2 separate regions of the Sus scrofa genome follow, and region 1 is linked to region 2. The links are chromatin contacts, called in public Hi-C maps. All regions are on one chromosome and are shown on one strand. Each heading gives the region's core, a stretch centred on a gene start, on an enhancer-like site or on the middle of the called end of the contact. The rest is flanking DNA. Distances are from core to core; before and after follow the strand shown. Region 1 overlaps LOC106509123 (a long non-coding RNA gene). Region 2 overlaps LOC106509123 (a long non-coding RNA gene).

The links. Hi-C and Micro-C count contacts between places; a contact is called where the count stands out from the background.
Region 1: a contact with region 2 is called in a Hi-C map of fetal skeletal muscle, with 1.6 times the contacts expected there. The contact joins two enhancer-like sites. A contact is called at or near these places in 2 of 47 Hi-C or Micro-C datasets (embryonic fibroblasts and fetal skeletal muscle) and 1 of 2 datasets of contacts at active chromatin or transcription factors (skeletal muscle).

The regions. Positions count from the first base shown.
Region 1 is chr1:188,025,731-188,030,869 of Sscrofa11.1, reverse strand. LOC106509123 (a long non-coding RNA gene) reads right to left here. Exons shown (of 4, transcript XR_002347107.1): 3 at 3,008-3,036. Among named protein-coding and RNA genes, the nearest start is that of DAAM1, 310 kb to the left of the region's middle. Within about 2 kb of position 3,054, at least 2 of the 83 cell types and tissues checked have an H3K27ac peak or open chromatin away from gene starts, as enhancers often do. A contact at or near this core is called in fetal skeletal muscle, where this site is marked.
Region 2 is chr1:187,904,712-187,909,615 of Sscrofa11.1, reverse strand. The region is part of intron 1 of LOC106509123 (a long non-coding RNA gene); the gene reads right to left. Among named protein-coding and RNA genes, the nearest start is that of DACT1, 190 kb to the right of the region's middle. Within about 2 kb of position 1,570, at least 4 of the 83 cell types and tissues checked have an H3K27ac peak or open chromatin away from gene starts, as enhancers often do. A contact at or near this core is called in fetal skeletal muscle, where this site is marked.

The DNA.
Region 1 (5,139 bases), core at 1,805-4,304, 120 kb before region 2:
CTCTCATCAGTGTCTTATAGTTTTCAGGGTAGAGGTCCTTTGTCTCTTTAGGGAGGTTTATTCCTAGGTATTTTATTCTTTTTGATGCGATGGTAAATGGGATGGTTTCCCTGCTTAATAAGATGGAAGACTATACTCTGATAGCTATAAGATGCAGTTGAAATAAATCAAAGATGACACAAACAGATGGAAAGAAATACCATGCTCTTGGATTGGAAGAATCAATATTGTCAAAATGTCTGTACTACCCGAGGCAATCTACAGGTTCAATGCAATCACTATCAAATTACCAATGGCATTTTTCACAGAACTAGAACAAAATATTTTAAAAATTTGTTTGGAAATACAAAAGACACCAAATAGTCAAAACAGTCTTGAGAAAGAAAAATGGAGCTGGAGGAATCAGGTTCCCTGATTTAAGACTATACTACAAAGCTACAGCCACCAAGGCAGTATGTTACTAGCACATAAAAAGAAATACAGATCAACAGAAGATGATAGGAAGCCCAGACATAAACCCACACACCTATGGTCAACTAATCTATGACAAAGAAGGCAAGAATATATGATGGAGAAAGACAGCCCCTTCAATGGGTGGTGCTGGAAAAACTGGGCAGCTACACGTAAAAGAATGAAATTAGAACACTCTCTAACACCCCACACAAAAAACATGACTCAAAAAGATACATGATAAAAGGGCTCCTATTTAGAATACATAAATAAATCTTACAATGTATGAATTTTTAAAAAGAGTCAAAAGACTTGAATATAAATTCTAGCAAAGATGATACAAGAATGACCCCCAAAAAAGTATATGAGATGTTCAACATCATTAATCATCAAGGAAATGTCAATTAAAATCACAATGAAAGTCTACCACAAACCCAATAAAATGACTTACATTTTTGAAAATGCGACAATGATACCTACTCTCTAGCTATGAGGAAATTATAGGGACCAAACTGGAAAACAAACATCCATCAAATGGTGAATGGATAAATTGTGGCATGTTCATACTCATTTACCTATGTATTACTCAGCTGTAATTTTGACAGATGCCAGTACATAGATGAATCCCAAAAGCTCTATGCTAACTGAAAGAAGCCAAACACAAATGATTCCTTTCTGCTTAATTCCAATTATATGATATTACCGATTTTTTAAGGCAAAACTGTAGAGACATAAATACGTCAGTAGTTATCAGGAGTATTAGGTATAGGAGGGAACTGATTGCAAAAGGACAAGAGAGAACATTTAGGGTGATAGAAATGTTCTATATCCTCATTGTGATGATGTCTGTATATATTTGTTAAAACTCAGACTCGTACACTTAAAATTGGTAAATTTTAATGTATGTTAATTGTTTCTCTATAAAGCTGATGTCATTACATATATTCATTCGATGGGTTTTAAAACATATTACACCATCAACAAGTAAGGATTAGTAAACTAGAAGGCAAATCCATAGAATTTATCTAAAGCACAAAAAGAATAAATTTTAAGGAATAAATAGAACCTCGATGACTTATGGGCCAGTTTCAAGCTGGTTAACACAAATGTATTTAAAGCCTCAGAAGGAAAGAGTGAATACAGCAGATACAAATATTTGAACAAATATTGGTCAAAAAATATTCCAAATATAATTAAAACATCAATCAACAGATCTAATCAGCTTAGTGAACCTCAAGAAGATAAATACAAAGAAAATCAAAACAAGCCACATTGTAATCAAACTGCTAAAGCCCAAAGGAAAAAAAAAAAGCCAGAAAAGAAAAGATGTATTACATACAGAGGAACAACACTCAGAATAAAAAACAACATAAGCCCAAAGAATAAAACTTGCAAGTGTTTAAAAAAAAAACAACTGTTAAGCTAGATTTATATATCCAAGGCAGATATTCTTCAGAAAATGAAGATGTTCCTAAATGAATGAAAGCAGAGACAACATGTTGCTGGCTGACCCACACTAAAAGAAATGCTAAAAAAAATTATTCTAGGTGAACAGAAATGATACCAGCTTTATAGGAAGGAATATAACACACCAAAGAAAGTAAATATGTGACTAGGTATAAAGAGCATTTTTAATTAAATTCTTTAAAAGATAATTTGCTGTGTAAAGCAAAATAACAACAATGTAATATGTAGAAGTTAAATACACAATATTAATAGGACAAAGATGTTAGGGAAGATAAATGGAATAATGATGAATATTATAATCACTAGAGCAACCACTAAAAAACTAAGAATACAAATGTAGTTAAAAATCCAATAGGGGAGATATAATGTAATACTAATATTTTATTAATCCAAAATAAGGCATGGAAGAAGGAATAAAGAACAGAGCAAACAAAACAAACAAACAAAAAAAACAGATTTCTACTCAACCACATCAACAATTATATTAGATATAAAGAGACTAAACACTCCAGTTAAAGATAGCTTATCTTACTGGATTAAAAAAAAAGATACATGCTGTTTACAAATAATGGGCTTTCACTATAAAGACACAGATAAACCCCAGAAAACACAAATTTCATATATCAAGATGATAAAAGAGACATCTCTCTAAATCCTGCTAATATTAAAAGGACTATGTTGGTGCGTTCATAAAGAAACCTTACAATCGTGTCCCAGCTGGCTATAATGTTCATTCAAAATAATGACCAATAGTTACCATAAACTGAGGTTCGTGCTAAACAGGTCATGTGCATCTTTTTAGTCTTCTGAAGTGTACATACATTTTTATTCATACTTTGTAGATGAGGAAGTCAGGGCTTGTAGAGAATAACTGACTTGCCCAAGGTCACATAGCTTGTTAGTAGCAAAACCACTTACTTACTGGATTCATGTCTTGGGAATATTCCTAGTCTCATAACTGTCTCATTAGAATGAATCTAAATGAATTATATTATATTTTAAGGGAAAAACAGTTTTGTTTTGTTTTTTTCCCTCTCTGAAACAATTTATAGCCTGAAGGTCATGAAGAAAGAATGGAAAAGCTACTCACTGAATTGCTGCCACTGTTGCCGTGGAAACCTGAAACGAGATTACATACACATCAGTTTTACAACTCCATCTTTTAATAGGTGCAGAACGTAACCACAGGCTGCTGATTCCTCACGGAAAACTCCCTGAAAAATCCATTTAATCAAAAACCTCCTCAGCTTTTTTTTCTAATACAAAAATCCCAATTTACAGAGTAAGCTGAACTTTGCCAAATGAAGTAGATGGTGATTCTCTTTTTCTGAACTGCTGCCCATCCTCTGCCTGTTAAGAAGTGAACCAAGACAAAAAAAAAAAAAAAATCTTAATAATACTGAAAAGCAAGAACAAGAAGTTACAATGCATAGGATGCATCTGTCTTAAGAGCCAGACCGAGAGGTGCTGAGAGGTAACTGTGGGCCCTACTTTAAAGGAGTGGTAAATATCACTGAGATCAATAGGAAAACAGAGATGAGCTTTCCCTGACAACGGAGGCAGCCTCCTTCACTAGAAGCAAAATAAAATGCTCTTTGGCAGCACAGACCAACCCCCATTGAGTATTTCTGTGATGCTGAGGCATAGACACTGTCAACTAAAAGTCAGCTGTCACAGTAAGATGAAATTCCAAACTGAGTAAGACATAAGTCTGTTTACAAAGAATGAGAGATGTCCTTGCCTATCTAAATGTAGGTGCTTTAACATGCCTCTCTGCAAACTGGTTTAAAAAGTCAAAAAAGAAAACTGAGGGAAGAACAGTAGATAGAGAAAAGTAAAACACAATTTGCCAATTCTTTCATGATGTTTGATTCAGGCTCAGCCAGTAGAAATGATTTAGTAAATATCTTAATTAGGATTGGGTTTGGTTGCAAATGGCAGAAACCCCAAAGTAGCAGTGGCTTGAGCAGTGTAGCATTCTATTTCTCCCTTCTTTAAAGGTCTTAAAAGATCATCTAGGGCTGCGATGGAAGTTCCACAATCAGCAGAGGCCCAGGCTTCCCCAGTTTGTTGTCCCACCATGCTCAGCATGTGACTTACAACTCATGCTCCAAGACGGCTCTTCCCACCGCAATCCATGCATTCACAACAGAGCCAGCAGAAAGGAGAAAGCAGTGAAGAAGGGCACTCTGCTCCTCTTTAAGGACACTCCTCCCTAGTTTCGTACACTTCCTACTTACATTCCATTGGCCATGTCCCAGTGACTTGGTCTGCACCTCTGTGCCACAGACAAGGAGCACCTCAAGAGTTGTGAGGAAACCACCAAAGAGGAAGGGACAGTTGTTCTCTGCATGGTCCAGGGACCCAGTTTGACTGATTTATTCATTTGTTCAAATATTCATTCAAGACACAATTATTAGTCATATGGTATGTGGTAGGCTTCACGCTGAATTCTTCAAATAAAGACAACAATATGACACATAAGTAAATAAATCATTTCAACAAAATGTGTTGGGAATCTCACAGAGGTTAAAAGTATCAAACTTTGTTGTATTTCAAGGAGAGATTTTAAGGCAACTTTCACAGAAGAAATGCCTTGTAAGGTAAGTCTTTAAGAAAAATATGACTGACAATTATACTGGTATAAAAGAGCTGGCAGGTGGGGTAGGGAGGCAGGAGTCATTAGAGAGTGTTGGAAAGTAGAGGAGGCATTCCAGGCAGAAGGAGGGACAGATTACAAAATAGGGGAAAATAAGCTTGTTATGGAGGATTTGGAATGGGGATGGGGAGCTCTAGGAATGGGGGGGATCATGATGAGTTTGTGTTTAGAACGATTGGTCTGGACAGTGTGTGGAAATAGGGAAGACGAATGGGCATAACTGAGAGGAGGAAAACTGTTCATTTATCAAGAATTTGCTGAGCACCATGTCTGTGCCAGGCCCTGTGGCCAGTGTTCAGGATACCAAATGGAGTGCAACAGAAGTAGGAGCCCGCAAGGACCCACAGCAGAGGGAGACTCAAGCCCGTGTTTTAACAGTATTCTGCAACTCGTGTAACCATAGGAAAGGGAAAGATGCCTAACCCTACATGGCTAGTACAGAAAGCTGCAGAGAAAGTAAACTTGAAGTTTGTGAAAGCTGAGTAGAGGTTTGATAGGTGGTCAAAGGCTGCAAAGAGCATTCTTGGAAGAGCATGCGGTGCCTACAAATATAAAGAGTCAGG
Region 2 (4,904 bases), core at 321-2,820:
AAAAGTAGAATGATATAGCAGAAGCATATGAGATCTGGATTCAGACAAACTTTGAAGAGGCCTCATTTAATTATTTATTCATGAAGCAAATACAGAACTGTCTTCCAGGAAGAGAATCTTGGAGAGGTTGGAGTCTTTATTAGAAGACTGAAAGGTGAAGCCAGGGTAAATCTTGGGGATGGGAAGGGACTTTTTTTTTTTCCCCAGGAAAGCCACAATAAAGTTTAAGTTGTCATAATAAATCTTAGCCCTAATAGAGATATTCAATTTTTAAGCAGAAGTCAAAAGTTCTCTCCAAAGTGTCATAGACCAGAAAGCTGGCAGGAAAAAAAAAAAAAAAAAAAAAAAAAAAAAAAAAAGATTTTGATCCACACAGCTAATGTATGCCATTGAGATCCACATTCAATTATGTGAATTGCTCATATGCTACGATGTTCTCTACAACCCCAATATGTAAGCCTAGAGAGAGTGCATGTCAAAAAGTATAAAGGATTAGAACATTTATTTGCAAGCTAACAAGTTAGCAGACTCAGTTTCATGGATGCTGGTGGAAGACACAAGCCTCCTGGGTCAGAGATGAAGGACCGTTAATCACAGCAGTAGCAGTAGCCAGAATAATGGCATTCATTTGTGCCAGTTCCTCAAGCTCCAGTTCCCAATTCTGAAGTTAAGTGAAGGTAACACCTAACACACACTGTAGATTGCATTTCAAGAGAGCTGAGGGGCTCTTTTTTTTTTTTGGCCACGCTTGCAGCATGCAGAACTCCCCAGGCCAGGGATTGAACCCATGCCACAGCTATGGCCTGAGCCACAGCAGTGGCAATGCTGGATCCTTAACCCACTGCACCACCAGGGAACTCCATGAGCTGAGGGAATCTTTTATAAGGAGTAGTGGAAGCATGCCTGCCCTTTTCTCTAGAGGCAGATACAGTATTTGCTATACTGCACAATAAGCATGCTTGTACTTTGCTCAAGAGGGAGGCATTATCTTTCAGGCTAATCACCAACATTCTGAGAAACACTGTCCAGAACAAAGGGAAGCTAAGATCTCTGCTCACAAGATATACAGAACTATGAGACCCACAGAGAATTGTCACTCAACGATGCAGCAAGAGGGTGTATATGAAAGCTTCTCAAGTTATCTTTGTTGGAGAAGAAAATGCCACTTAGAAAAATCTCTTTAAGTTTGTGAAACCTACTTATCAAGGCTTCATTTTCCCCAACCTAAGTCCCCGTGGCCTAAAGCAAGGCTGATCACTGCAGGAGCCAGCACTCACAATTTACTTAATGTCAGCATTGCCGAGCCAGAAAACACCCCTTCTGATCTGCCAGCTGGTCTGAGACCCGAAGCTCTGCCTCCTCACAGCTGCCTTGATGGTGTCCTTTGTAGTAAGTGAGGGTCACCCCAGATAATGAAAAATGACAGGTAATTTCTTTCTCTTGAGCCTTGTTCTCCTACCAACACACTGTGAAAAGTCAAAAGATGACTTATTTTGACTCACTCTACAATGGCGCCTTTATTGTGAGAGGAAAGCAGTGTCACAGCTATGACTGGGCATCTCCACAGGGAGCCCTGGCTTGTGTGGCTCCCAGAGGTCGGCAGCAGGAACTCGGAAGAAGAGACAATCTCTCCACTTGCCCTGCGCCCCTCCCATGGAAGAGGAACGTTGCCAGACAGAGATGGCCTGTGGTTCTTTTTCAGGGCTCTCCTTTCACCACTAGACTCCCCAGGCCTCCCTTCATGAGGCATTCTTAGAAGAGCCTCAGACATCAAACAAGTTTGACCTTAGTGTGGCTTAAGGTAATCTCTTGCCTGGGTGGGGTTGGGTGGGGCAGGGGGAGACTTGAATTTTAAGCCTGTTCTTCTAATCAAGAAATAAGTCATGGTCTCCAATTAAGAATAATCAGAGCAAACTCTTGCATAGCATTTGCCAGGTGCCAGGCACTTCTAAGTGCTTGGCAGGTAGTTACCCATTCAATCAAGGTTATTATCCTCAATATACATGAGGAACTTGAGAGTTCCCATTGTGGTTCAGCAGTAACAAACCTGATTATTAACCGTTAGGACATGGGTTTGATCCCTGGCCTTGCTCAGTGGGTTAAGGATCCAGCATTGACATGAGCTGTGGTGTAGGTCACAGACAAGGCTCAAATCCCAGGCACAGGCCAGCAGTTGCAGCTCCGATTCGACCCCTAGCCTGGGACTTCCATACCACACCTGTGGCCCTAAAAAGAAAAAAATAAAAATAAATAGAAGGAAGAACTTGAGGTACAGAGATATTATGTAATTCTAAGGTCACAGAAATAATAAACAGCAGAGCTAGGATTTGAACCCAGGCAGTGCAGTGGCAGAGTCTGGGCTCTGAGCCACTAAGCAAGACAGCCTGTGGGATTAGAGTGCTATCCCAGAGTCAGCTGGCCCCACCCTATAGGTTGAACTCAAATGTTTGTTGGTAAATTAATGGCATTTTGTTGTGTGTGGTATGAAAAATACTTAAGTTTAGAATGGGGAAAAGTTAACTCCAGCTAAAAAACAAAGATAGCAACTGCTTTTTCAGCCGTGATATAAGGCAACAAACGTCATCCATCAAACGTGATTAGCACAGAGATCCCTTTCAAATAAACCATTAATAAAATAGAGCCGAGTTTTATTTTTTTCAAATATTTGGAACTACCTTCCCTAAAACAATGACAAATTGCATCTCTATCAAGCACACGGTAATCAAAGCCCAAAGCTCATAAATCATCATCAAGAGGTCAGAATGCCATACTGCACCTGGTGTGTTCCCTTCTGAAGGGACAGCTGCAGTGCCCCCGTCCTTCATGCCTCCAAGATGAGGACACCACTCATCTCTCAGAAATGATTTGAAAAAAGCTGTCCCAGAGCATGGGTCAGGGACAATCAAATGGTGTCGAAATTACCTCATTTTGGAGCATCGTGTCTCCCAATTTCCAACTGTATTTCCTTATTTTCCCAGAATGACAATTTAAAAATCTTTCTTTGCCACATTTACACTTATGCTCATCAACATCCAGAATTTAGACGTGACCAAGGGAAGTTATTGAAAGCTGTGCTTCTAATGCATATGTAACCATGTCATATATGCAGTTGGCAATGCCCTCAGAGTGTTTACTGTTCAAAAATTGCAGTTTCTGGTTCCATTTATCATTCGTGGTCCATTCAGCATTTATCTGGCAGCAGATGGAATCTGATGATTGCCCAGACCCTCCTGTCACCACACACTCACACACACACATGCACACACACACACACACACACACACACACATTCTTAAAATCACAGAAATCAAAAGGATCTTACAAACTAATTCAATTTACATTGCTCATTTTACAGATGAGAAAAATGAGGTCCAGAGATGTTGTGTCTAGCTACTTGTAATAGGCCCCTTAGTTGCAGCTAACAGAATTTCATCTCAGAGAAGTTTAAGCAAAAGAGAATAATTACTGTAGGGATATGAGGGGCACACTTCCCAAAGCCCAAGGGCAGAAACACTGGCAGCCCAAAACCGGGTAGAACCAAGGAGTCAAGCCCTGTCTGCAGCTGCAATTTCTCTTCCCTCTACTCCTGCTGCTCCTTTATGCTTTTCTCTCTTTCCCTCTCAAGCTGCTTCCTTGACTTCTGCAGATGAAGTCCAAGGATTCCGGGGAATAAGCTCACTGACCTAGCCCGGTTCAGAGGCCCATCCCCCAACCAGTCACCCACAGCCCAGGAGCGTGGTCACCTTGTAATGTGACTGCTTTTGCTGCAACAATGTGGTTGGGAGAAAATTCCCAGAAAATGGGCATGGGACAAAGTAGTTTGTGTGAATCTAGAATTTAAAACCCCTCACTCTTGGTTGAGTTGCCTTTTCTACTTTCTCTCTCATCCTATTATTTATAAATTGATAATTTAAACATATGCAGAATCTCTGTCTCTGCTACACACATTCATGACTATTATTTATCCAGAGGCTCTCATACACCTTCCAGGTGCTTGGCAACTGCATAGTGACATTGGCTCTTCATAATAGCTTTGGCAAAAGACGTGGTATTAACCCCATTTTACAGATCCCAAAACTGAGTCTCAGAGAGATAGGATGAGTAGTGGCCAAAATCCAGTAACTAAGAGTTGAAAAGGAAGAAGAGAGAATGAACACAGAGAAGAGGTGTACCATGGCAGAGGCAAATAATGACATCTCAACTCTAAGCTTGAAGAGAAGTGTGCCTGGAGGCAAATGTAAGTTCAAGTCACCAAAACCACTGATTCACATAAAAGAGAAAAATTGTGAGTTTCTTTAACAAAACAAAACCACAGGCAAGCCATCCTTATAGAATTTAAAGGGTTTCCAGCCCTCAAAATATCATCCTAAGAGTTCCCGTCATGGTGCAGAGGAAATGAATATGACTAGGAACCATAAGGTTGCGAGTTTGATCCCTGGCCTCGCTCAGTGGGTTGAGAATCCAGCGCTGCTTTGAGCTCTGGTGTAGGTCACAGACGCAGCTTGGATCTGGGATCTGGCATTGCTGTGGCTGTGGCTGTGGCCGGCAGCTGTAGCTCTGATTCCACCCCTAGCCTAGGAACTTCCATAAGCCTCAGGTGCGGCCCTAAGAAAAGCAAAAAGCAAAAAAAAAAAAAAAAAAAAAAAAAAAAAATTCAAACCCAGTACCAGTTTTTCCACTGTTATTTATCATTGACTCCATGGCAAGAAGTTCTAAAATATTGCAGGAGAATATTTCAGAGGAAGTACAGTCGTCCCTCAGTATCTGTGGAGAATTGGTTCCATAACCCCCACAAATAGCAAAATTTGTAGAAGCTCATATCCCTTATATGAATGGTGTAGTATTTGCATATAACTTACATACATTCTCCTATACACTTTCAGTCATTTCTAATTTACATATAA